Linked DNA regions of Mus musculus: region 2 is linked to region 1. The links are chromatin contacts, called in public Hi-C maps. All regions are on one chromosome and are shown on one strand. The core of a region is the stretch at or near the end of the contact, and the rest is flanking DNA. Distances in the headings are between cores, read along the strand shown.

The links. Hi-C and Micro-C count contacts between places; a contact is called where the count stands out from the background.
Region 2: a Hi-C map of liver shows a contact between it and region 1, with 1.9 times the contacts expected there. The contact joins the promoter of Ces1f here to the promoter of Ces1b in region 1. A contact is called at or near these places in 1 of 39 promoter capture datasets (liver) and 1 of 484 Hi-C or Micro-C datasets (liver).

What each region holds. Positions count from the first base shown.
Region 1 is chr8:93,076,981-93,081,916 of GRCm38.p6, forward strand. It overlaps Ces1b (carboxylesterase 1B), which reads right to left and starts at 2,960. Exons shown (of 13, transcript NM_001381922.1): 1 at 2,885-2,960; 2 at 2,375-2,579. The coding sequence starts at 2,936.
Region 2 is chr8:93,277,303-93,282,238 of GRCm38.p6, forward strand. It overlaps Ces1f (carboxylesterase 1F), which reads right to left and starts at 2,434. Exons shown (of 14, transcript NM_144930.2): 1 at 2,347-2,434. The coding sequence starts at 2,398.

The DNA.
Region 1 (4,936 bases), core at 1,710-4,209:
CTTTCTGTTTTACAGTTGAGGAATTGGTGGCACAGAGAGGTTTGACAGAGGGCTGGAGGACACAGAGCTAGGAAGATCATGTTAGGTAGTGCTTATACTCCAAGTAGATTATAGCAACACCCCAGGGCACTTTGCAATGAGAAGGTCTGCTATCACCATCCCTGGGTATAGACATGATGTTGTGTAGGGACAGCATAGCCCAAACCACATCAAACAACAGAGATGCCTAAATCTCTGTCCCGGGTCATTTTTGCTACATCACTGTGAGTAGTGCATTATATTCATAAAAATATAAATTCATATGTTAAATGCGGATAGAAAAGTTCAAGTTCACTAATGTTTAGAAAAAATGAAGTATAGAAACAAAGTTTCTGTTTATTATTGTTATGGTCTCAGTTTGTTTATCCAGTGCACCATTAAAAATTCATCAAGTAAGCCCAGGCATGGGTAAAAGCCAGGGATAGAAGTTTTTAAGTTTTCATAGGAGAATTGTGCAGAGTTTGGTTTTGTATGGAGATAAATGCCAAAGTTCATTTTTTGACTCAGCAATATTACCTTTGTGAATTTGTCCCAAACTGTTTATGGTTGTATGTAATAAATCCATTAGAATTTTGTTTATAGCCAAGGAAACCAAACTACTTTAATCAACCCAAATAGAAGACTGTGTAAATAAATAATACTTTAGGACCCAATTATGCACAGTTAATAAATATTAACAGTATATGTATATGTAAATGTACATATATGTATATATAGTCTTATATTCATCATATTATTTATTATATTAATCATTATATACAATTAATATTATATTATAATATAAAATATATTTTCAATATGGCATGAAAGGATGCTGATGCATATGAATGTGCCAGGCTGCCACCGATACACTCTCTATTTTTCATCTCTGTTTAATGGAGGGTTTACAGAGAAAAATGTCTTGAAAGCATGATCTCAATTGTTAATAGCAGTTCTCTCTGAGCTGTCGAATTGTACATGATTTTAACTCTATTTCACTTCCATGTAAGTGTGTATGTCTGTGTGTGTGTGAGTGTGTGTGTGTGTGTTTAACTTTTTGTGATAGTAAGTGTCTGACTTTGCAAGCAAAATGTAAATGAAGTACATAGCACTTAGCACTTATTAGTTGTAGACAAAAGGCATGAAATGGTGAGAAGATAGCCAAGTATAGAATCCTGGAAACTCCCAGAGGAACCTTGAGGAGGACACAAATGCTCTCTGATCTGACATTTGTATGTTTTTGAGGTTCTCTGAGGTGGCCATGAGGCCATCTGGAATTCTTGGGCTTGTTCACTCAGTTGCCAGGAGTGATGTGATACAACCTTGGTAATTGCTTGTGAATAAGTAGCTAGGTAGATCTGGGCTGAGTAATTGCTGTCATCTTTTCTATTCTACTCACCCACAAGTCCACACCCACCGCACTCCTAAGCAACACTAAAGTTCAAATCACAATGATATAGCATCTTACTTCTCATCTCCCTCACCTGATCAATTACTGTTTTCCAAAGCATTTAGGATGTTCTAGTATATTGCATGATTGATGTACTAATCTACAGACTTCTTATATTCTCTTTCCAGCCAATAGGATAAAAGATTTAGCAACTTGCTTCCCTTCATGTTTCCTAAAAACCCAGAACAGTACTGGTTCACCACAGGTACTCAGTACATTTGTGCTAAATAAAGGGTTTGGAAAACTACGAAAGTTCTTAGTATCTAGACCATATTTAAGGACTCATGATGCTCTCAGGAATGCCAATAATTGCTGTTAATATAGCTAGTCAGAGGATTGCCTTGTCTCCATCTTGGATCACCGTGAGATAGGTATACCTATCTCATATACCCCCTTTTGATCTGCTGTTATAATGCTAAGTACTGGTTCTGGTTAACTCAGGGAAGGGGAAACTCTCATATACACCAATTTATCCTTGATTAGTCAATAGAGCTGCCTACAGCCTATAACTGGGAAGAGGAGAGGTAGAAAAAGTTTCAGCTCTTGGCCTTGGGGTTTGAGGCAGGACCACCAGAGGAAGGAGTGAAGGTAAAGAGAGGATAAGACACCATTGGGTAGGAGAATCATGAAAATGTGGCCATAAGGGCTGGCCAATTGGTATAAGAGCAGCCCAGGTGGAATATGGCAAATTATATCTCATGGTTATTGATAGGGAAGTAGACAAAATAGCTTAGAGATTAGATATCTACCCATTTATAGTGGTTTAAAGTCTTACTATAAATATAAAAGTTTTATGTCTTTTATCTGGGAGCTAAATGATCCAAGGCATGGTAGAAAGCCCCAATTCACTTTACATACTTACCATAACACATGTCCACTGAAACAATCCCCACCCTTGTAACTTACATAGGAGGATAGGAGGTGGCATTCTTCACAAAGCTCCAGGGCTCTGCAGGCTCTGGTGGAGCAAACCTCAGGGATCCAAGAGGGGGCTTGGCAAAGGGGACTCCCAGGAAAACTGCCACAGGGTGTTCAAATCCTTCTAAGCTGGTGTACTTTCCCAGGATTTTGCCTTGGGTGGTGTCCACTACCGGTGATGAGGGTGAGTGTCCTGATATTGGAGAAAACATGAGGAAACATCAGAGATGATGGTCAAACCTGGATTCATGGTTGGTTTAGTGACTTTTAGGCTTGCATCATTGATAGTCACTTGAACTTCTAAGGTCTCTTTTCCTCCCAACATTAAAGAGAGGGCCAACTAAAAAGTAATCTGTTTGGAGGTATAAATGTCGCCCATCTAAGCCCGTACAAGGGTCAGTGAACTGTTTTGTGCTTGCTCTGTATACATTTCACCCACTTCATCAAGGACAGGTTTCCAAATGTACAACCCAATGTTTGTAATCCAGAAGAACTTACCCCATATTGGGCAAAGAGCAAGAGAAGCCCAGACCAGAGCATGGAGCCACATGGTAGAAGGAAGGACAGGAACTCTAGGAGACAGGGAGGTGTCTGCAGCTCAAATAGAGAGCCTCTTTGCTGTGGACCCACCTCTAGACCAATTAGCATAATTACATAAAGCTCCCCCTCTCCAAAGAGCTCCCAAGGTATTTGTTAGGACCTCCAAGCCACACCCACTACGAGTTTACTCTTCTTTTTCTTTAAAGACACTACCCACTCTCTGATATCAAGCCAACCTCTTATGCAAACACTTCTAACTGAAAAGCTCAGTGCACCTTGAACTTCTCAAGGCAGGTACCAGCAAGCAGATGCATGCAGTCAGGAAGAAGTCCCCAGTGTTGCTCGGCTGGGAACATTGCACACTTCCCAGCTGCCATGCATCTATTTCCTAGAAGAGATGGTCTCAAGTTTGGAAGTTTTCTAATCTCACTCTTCAGCCAGTGTTGTTTTCTGATGTTGACTATTCCTGCCAGGTAACCTGAAGCACCAGTGTATACCTCTGTTAATGATCTCACTGCTTTTGGATCAGGGCTGCTTAGCCACAATGTTTGTATTAGTTACTTCTGCTTGCTGTGATGAAACACGAAGAGCAAAGACATCATAAGGAGGAGAAAGTGTCCGGAGGGAGAAGAGTCCATAATGGCAGCGCAAAAGCATGGTGACGTGTAGCAAGCCTGATCATAATACTTAAATGTAAGCTCACAGTAGAGAGTGAACTAGAAATGATGAGAGACTTTAAATTCTCTAAGCCTACCTCCACTGACATACTTCCTCTAAGAAGTCTATATCTTCTAAATATCTCCAAACAGCACCACTAACTGGGGATCAAGTGAAAGCCCAAGACTATGGGAACAGTCCTCATTCAAACACAACATTGTCCTTAAGTCAAATAAACTTTGTGAACCACAATCCTTTGTCTAATCATCCACATATGCATCTATCTATGAATTCTTTCTTTCTTGGAGATTTTATTTACTTTTTGTGCATTTGACTGCGTATATATCTATGCAGCATGTGTATACAATGCCCGCAATGGCCAGAAGAGGGAGGTCTTCAAGACACCAGGAAATGGAGTTATAGATTGTGAACCAATGTATGGGTTCTAGAAACTGAACATATGTCCTCTAGAAAAGCAGCCATTGCTCTTAATGGCTGAGACACATCTATAGCCCTTATCTATGAATTATTTAAAATGTCCAAAATGTTTTGCATTAGCACCACTTGAATGTACCTAGATAAAGCAAAATAAAAGAGAATATGTACTGTTTGATTTCTGATTTCACTATGTGGTGTTGTTCCTGTTTCTTAACCCCAGCAGCCCAGGAGCCTTGGAAAGAAGCATGTGTCTCTAATACAGTGATAAGACATTTGGAAAGTTTGTGGTGAAGGAAGGTGTGACTATAAAGCATTGCTTTGACCTTGTTTAAGAAAGAACCCTGATATAGCTGTCTCTTGTGAGGCTATACCGGGGCCTAGCAAACACAGAAGTGGATGCTCACAGTCAGCAATTGGATGGATCACAGGGCCCCCAATGGAGGAGCTAGAGAAAGTACCCAAGGAGCTAAAGGGGTCTGCAACCCTATAGGTGGAACAACAATATGAACTAACCAGTAGTCCCCAGAGCTCGTGTCTCTAGCTGCATATGTAGCAGAAGATGGCCTAGTCGGCCATCATTGGAAAGAGAGGCCCATTGGACTTGCAAACTTTATATGCCCCAGTACAGGGGAACGCCAGGGCCAAGAAGTGGGAGTGGGTGGGTAGGGGAGTTGGTAGGGAGAATATGGGGGACTATTGGAAATGTAAAAGAAGAAAATACCTAATTTTAAAAAATAAAAGAAATTAAAAAAAAAGAAATCAAGTCAAACACTTTTTGTGGGGGACTGGAAAGGACAGTCTTGGTGGGAGAGTAGTGGTGTCTGGAATGGGAACAGGAGAAGTAAGTAAAATAAGACTTTAAAAAATATTAAATTGCTTGGGAATGGAGAAATTGGCTCAGTTGTTAAGTGCTAG
Region 2 (4,936 bases), core at 1,184-3,683, 200 kb after region 1:
AGATGAGCTTTGTAGAGAAGCTGGGAACTCTTTGGGAAATTCCTGATTTCAAGCTTGAGGCCATGTCTGGTGTTACTAGAAGTCAGTCCCCAGATTGTGTCTTTATGTCGTGGCTGTTAATTATTATTATATGCTTAGCTTCTTATTTTTAAACACACCACTGGGAAACCTGGATATGAGGTGATCCATAGATTGAAACATGGAGTGTTGATAATATTTTTTCCTTTGTGAATTCAAGAGATGTTGCCTGTGCTTGGGTCCCATTTACAATCAGGAGGAAACTGCTTAAAAAGATATGGAGTTACTTATGAGGAATAGGGACTTGCTCCATGCCCTGATATGGTGGTGCTAAGGAGGGAAAGAAGGCTCCAGGTGAATCTGCAATAGCAGCTCTGTGTGGGATGAGCGCAAGGGAAAGGACCTGAGATAGCCTGATAAATGAACTAGGACTCTTGGGGTATACTTATGACCCCACTGCTTGGAAGACTGAGGCAGGGAGAAACCACCTTAGTTTCTAGAAAAGCTTGGGCTATATATCAAATGAAAAAAAAAAAAAGTATAACCTGAGCTGCATAGTAAGACAAACAAAAACAGCATTGCACATGATCATCTCCAGTTGAAAGATCAGAAAGGGGCAGATGGCTCTGTCCAATTGAGCTGAGGGTATGGAGAGCGCGCGTGCGAGAGAGAGAGAGAGAGAGAGAGAGAGAGAGAGAGAGAGAGAGAGAGAGAGAGAGAGAGAGAGACTCCATCCACTATAAGAGTGTAACATAAGAGAGAGAGCCAAGATCACAGAGAGGCACAGCTATAGCTGAGTGAGAACACCCACCAAGAGTTCTGGCAGGAGAAGGCATGAACCATGGAAGCCTTAAGAGGAGGAGGAGAGGGAGGAGGAGGAAGAGGAGGAAGAGGAGGAAGAGGAGCAGGAGGAGGGGGAGGAGGGGGAGGAGGATGACCAGGAGGAGGAGGGATAAAAAAATACTTCCGAGATGAAAGAGGGCAAAGTCTGATTATAGGTGACTAGGCATGGCTGAATTAACTATGAACTTTCAACAGGATTACCTAGAGCAAAATGTGCTTGCATGCAAGGGGTGGGGGTAGGGTGAGAACATTGCCAACAGAAGCTATGACTTACAACATTGCACACACATGTAATGCCTACTGTATACCAGAGGTACATCCCAGTTTCTTGAATTCATAACAATATCGTCTTTCTAGGTAACTATTGGTGTGTCTATTTAACTTGGAAGAATCAATCCTGTGTGGAGTTCCTAAAAATGGAGAGTATGCCGTTGCCAGGGTAACCAGCAGCAAAGGCATGTTCTGCTTCAAATCTGGGTCCTTCAGTTCCAGGCCTCTCTCAACGTCACCTGTCCACACAGGGTGAGGCATTTAAGGGATTGATTGCTGAGTACTGGCTCTGTATTTAAGTGCTAGAGACAGCCCTGGACATGATTTGCCAGATAAACTTGGAAGAACATACCAGTTTTTACAGGCCACCTATTAATGGCACAGATATACATTGAAATCAATGCTATAACCACATATTTACCATGAATTTAACTCATGTATCTGATGTTTAGGAGGCTATCATGACTCTTGGGAACTGTCTCTCTCAGAGTCTATCAATTTCAGAGGCATGACCCTAACTAAACATCTCCTTTATGATAGCATGGACTACTGTCTGCCTGTCCATCTGCCCTCATTACCCTGAACCTGGTACCAGACACTTGAGATGTGCACTGTTCCCTAAAGTTCCTTGAAATGCTAACAAAAGAGGCATTTGCTACAGGCTCCCCAGCCTGAGCCTCCTCACTGACCTGGCACGTCCTGTCCCCCCTACCTTAGTACTATGACTTTCTTCTTGGGGAAAATGAACAACAAAGTGGTTTTTCAATGACTATTTGGTCCTGATGTGCTAGCTTGACCATACTGTGTATTTTCTATTAGTACATCCTATATTTATGTATTATGTATTAATAATGGAGGACCCACTACATGTAAAGGCATGAAGGGGCATCCTATTGCAAGTGTACCTAAAAAGCTTTAGAAATGAAACCAACTAATCCTCTATAGTCCAGTGAAGTAAGGGAACCAACCTGTCTTGATTCCTCTTGTGCTGGAGTTGGCTCTTCGTCCTCTGTACCTAAGTGTGCTGCAGGGACTCAGGGATTTTAGTGTCTCTTGATCTCAGAGTGTCCTGCACCATGGTGTAGGCCACTTAGAGGCAAATCCAAGTCTGGAGAGTGAGTTCTCCTGCAGAACTAAATCTGTCTTGTCTGTGCTCTATGCACAACCCTGCTACTCTTTGTGTCCCCCACAAATTTGTATTTCAAAAGTACTCACCGCAAATCACACAGGTTGCTAGAGACACCAGGAACAGAGTGCTAAGGAACATCTTGCATGGACAGGCTCCCAAGTCAATGGACCTTCTAACTCTGATCCACAAGGAAGGGGTGTGTAAGGTCCTGCCCACATCCTGGGAACCTCCCAGGAGTCCTGCCCACAGAGCCCAATTACACAATACAGAACTACACACACACACACACACACACACACACACACACACACACACACACAAACACCTCTTTCTCTTCCTTAGCCACAGCTCTTCCAAGTTTACCCTGCTTTATCTGAACACTCATGCACCCAGCATTAGCTGTCTTATATATAAACAATTAGTATGAAACTCTCAGATGACAGATCAACAGCTTCTTTTAAAAAAAAAAACTTTTTATTAGATATTTTCTTCATTTACATTTCAAATGCTATTCCAAAAGTCCCCTATACTCTCCCCCCACCCTGCTCCCCTACCCACTCCCTCCCACTTCTTTCATAAATATTTTTCCTTGTAACACTCTCGCTTCAGAGTGCCAGGAGATCTCAAAGTCAAGCAAATACCTCCAGGCAGTGAAAAGCTTTAGTGAGGTGGGGGGATTCTTATAACAGGCTGAAATTTTTTAGAGAAATTCACAGCTCCACAGCTGTTCACCAGGGAGATCAGGGCACATGTCTCTGCCTCCCTTTTCTAGCATTTTGGACTCTTGTGTTTGGTAACAACGTTAAGCTTCAACTACCCTCCTTGGAGAAGTTTAGATTATTTGTATAGTCATCTTGCCAAGTGGCCCTATCTTGGGCCACATGCAACCAAGTTTGGGAACTCACTCAGTTCAGGGCAGAACTTTAGGTATAGATCTTTCTTATAATAATTCAACTCCATTTCAAAATCCTTGGCTTTTACCACCTACCTGCCCATTGATCCAGGAATACTTTGAATATTAACCAGAACAGATGTGAGGTCAGGAAGAGTCTGGCATATGTGTCCAAGCTGCAAACCATGGGGCTACGGTATAAGCATGCACTTGGGAGAGGGTCTTTCACAAGGTGCTATTGAAGGAAGCTGCTGAGATCCCCTTCCTAGGACCATCAAATGCCTTAGGACAGTGCTTTGGTTGAATACAGTCTGGTACAGCTGGCTAAGCAAATGCCATAGCTCCACTCAAAGTAGCTGTGGGCATCACTGTGTGATCAGGAAATAGAGAGGATCAGCTCAGGAGAGGAAAACACAAGTTATAGATTATCACTTAGTTTAAAGACTTAGTTTCTCTGATAGCTAGGCAGAGAGTTCCAGTCCTACTAACATACCTACAATAATTAAAACCATGAGCAGTAAAAAACTATCTGTACAAAGAGCATTTATTTCTAATATTTTAAGGGGCAGAAACAGCCCAAATAAATGTTCATGAACTGAACAATAAATAAATTGGTCACCTGTGTCCCTCACTGAATATTGTTTGTAAGAGCAGGTGCTGCCATAACTTGAAATTATGAAAAATAAAAGAAGCCAGTCATGAAGCTAATAGGCTTTAGGCTTCCAGTTGCGTGAAGGTTCCAGAACATAAAGATGAACAATGAGGGCTGGTTGCTGAGGGAAAGGAGATGAAGGGGCAATGGAGAGCTGCCAAGGCTGGGGAGCCTGCATTTGGGTTTTGCATTTGTCTGAGGCGTGATGGAAACGTGCTAAGTCGGCAGCGATGTGTAGCTCACTATGCATCTTTTTTTAACCTGCTAGAACCTGCTGGGTTGTATGATTCCTATTTATTTAAGGTTTTTATCCATCCTTCTATTTCGTTGACAAATGTTACTTGAGAGCCTGCAAGCCCTGACCTCAGTGTCCTGTGCGCAGGACAATCTTGCTCAGAGTATCTCAGTGATTCTCACTATGGGGCCCCAAGGCTCAGTTTGGCTGAGGGGCTGGCCCTAGATCTCATCACATAAGAAAAAAGCTGAGGTTGAAAAAAAAACCTGTAGGGCTATGGAGCTATAGTCGTAACTTCTGTGAAGAGTGTCAATTGTACACATGGGACTTCTCTGAGGGAGATATGGGAAAATACCCTTCTACTGGAATTCCCTCCACCTCTCCTCATCAAAATACCCACACAAAACTTCTTATTGGCTCCCACTGTGTTTCCAAGCCTCCAGGGAGGATGAGCACAGAGTACCCTATGGAGGGGTCAGGGGGTCAGAAGAATGAAAGCACGACCCATAGGATTCCAGGGAGAGACAGCAGCTGCGTGACAGAAGAAACTGGGTTGATTCTGTCAGTGTGGATTTCTTTCTGGAAAAATACTGCTTAGCCAGGAGTCACAAGGCCCAGCCCTTCTGTAATTTAACTGAAAATATGGATTTATTTATAGCCAATGAAGTAAAGTGACATTGTGTGTGTGTGTGTGTGTGTGTGTGTGAGGGTGTTGTCCCCAAACCAACATAATGAATGTGAGTTTTCTCCATATAGGATTTTTCCTACAACCAGTTGGAAACCACAACTGTGAGACTGAAGAGATAAGGCAGACACACAGTGACTGTACCTGAGTCCTCAGCCTGTACCTGGATGGCAGCTGCTCTGGAGTTCCAAATGAGGTGTGGGCTTCCTGGG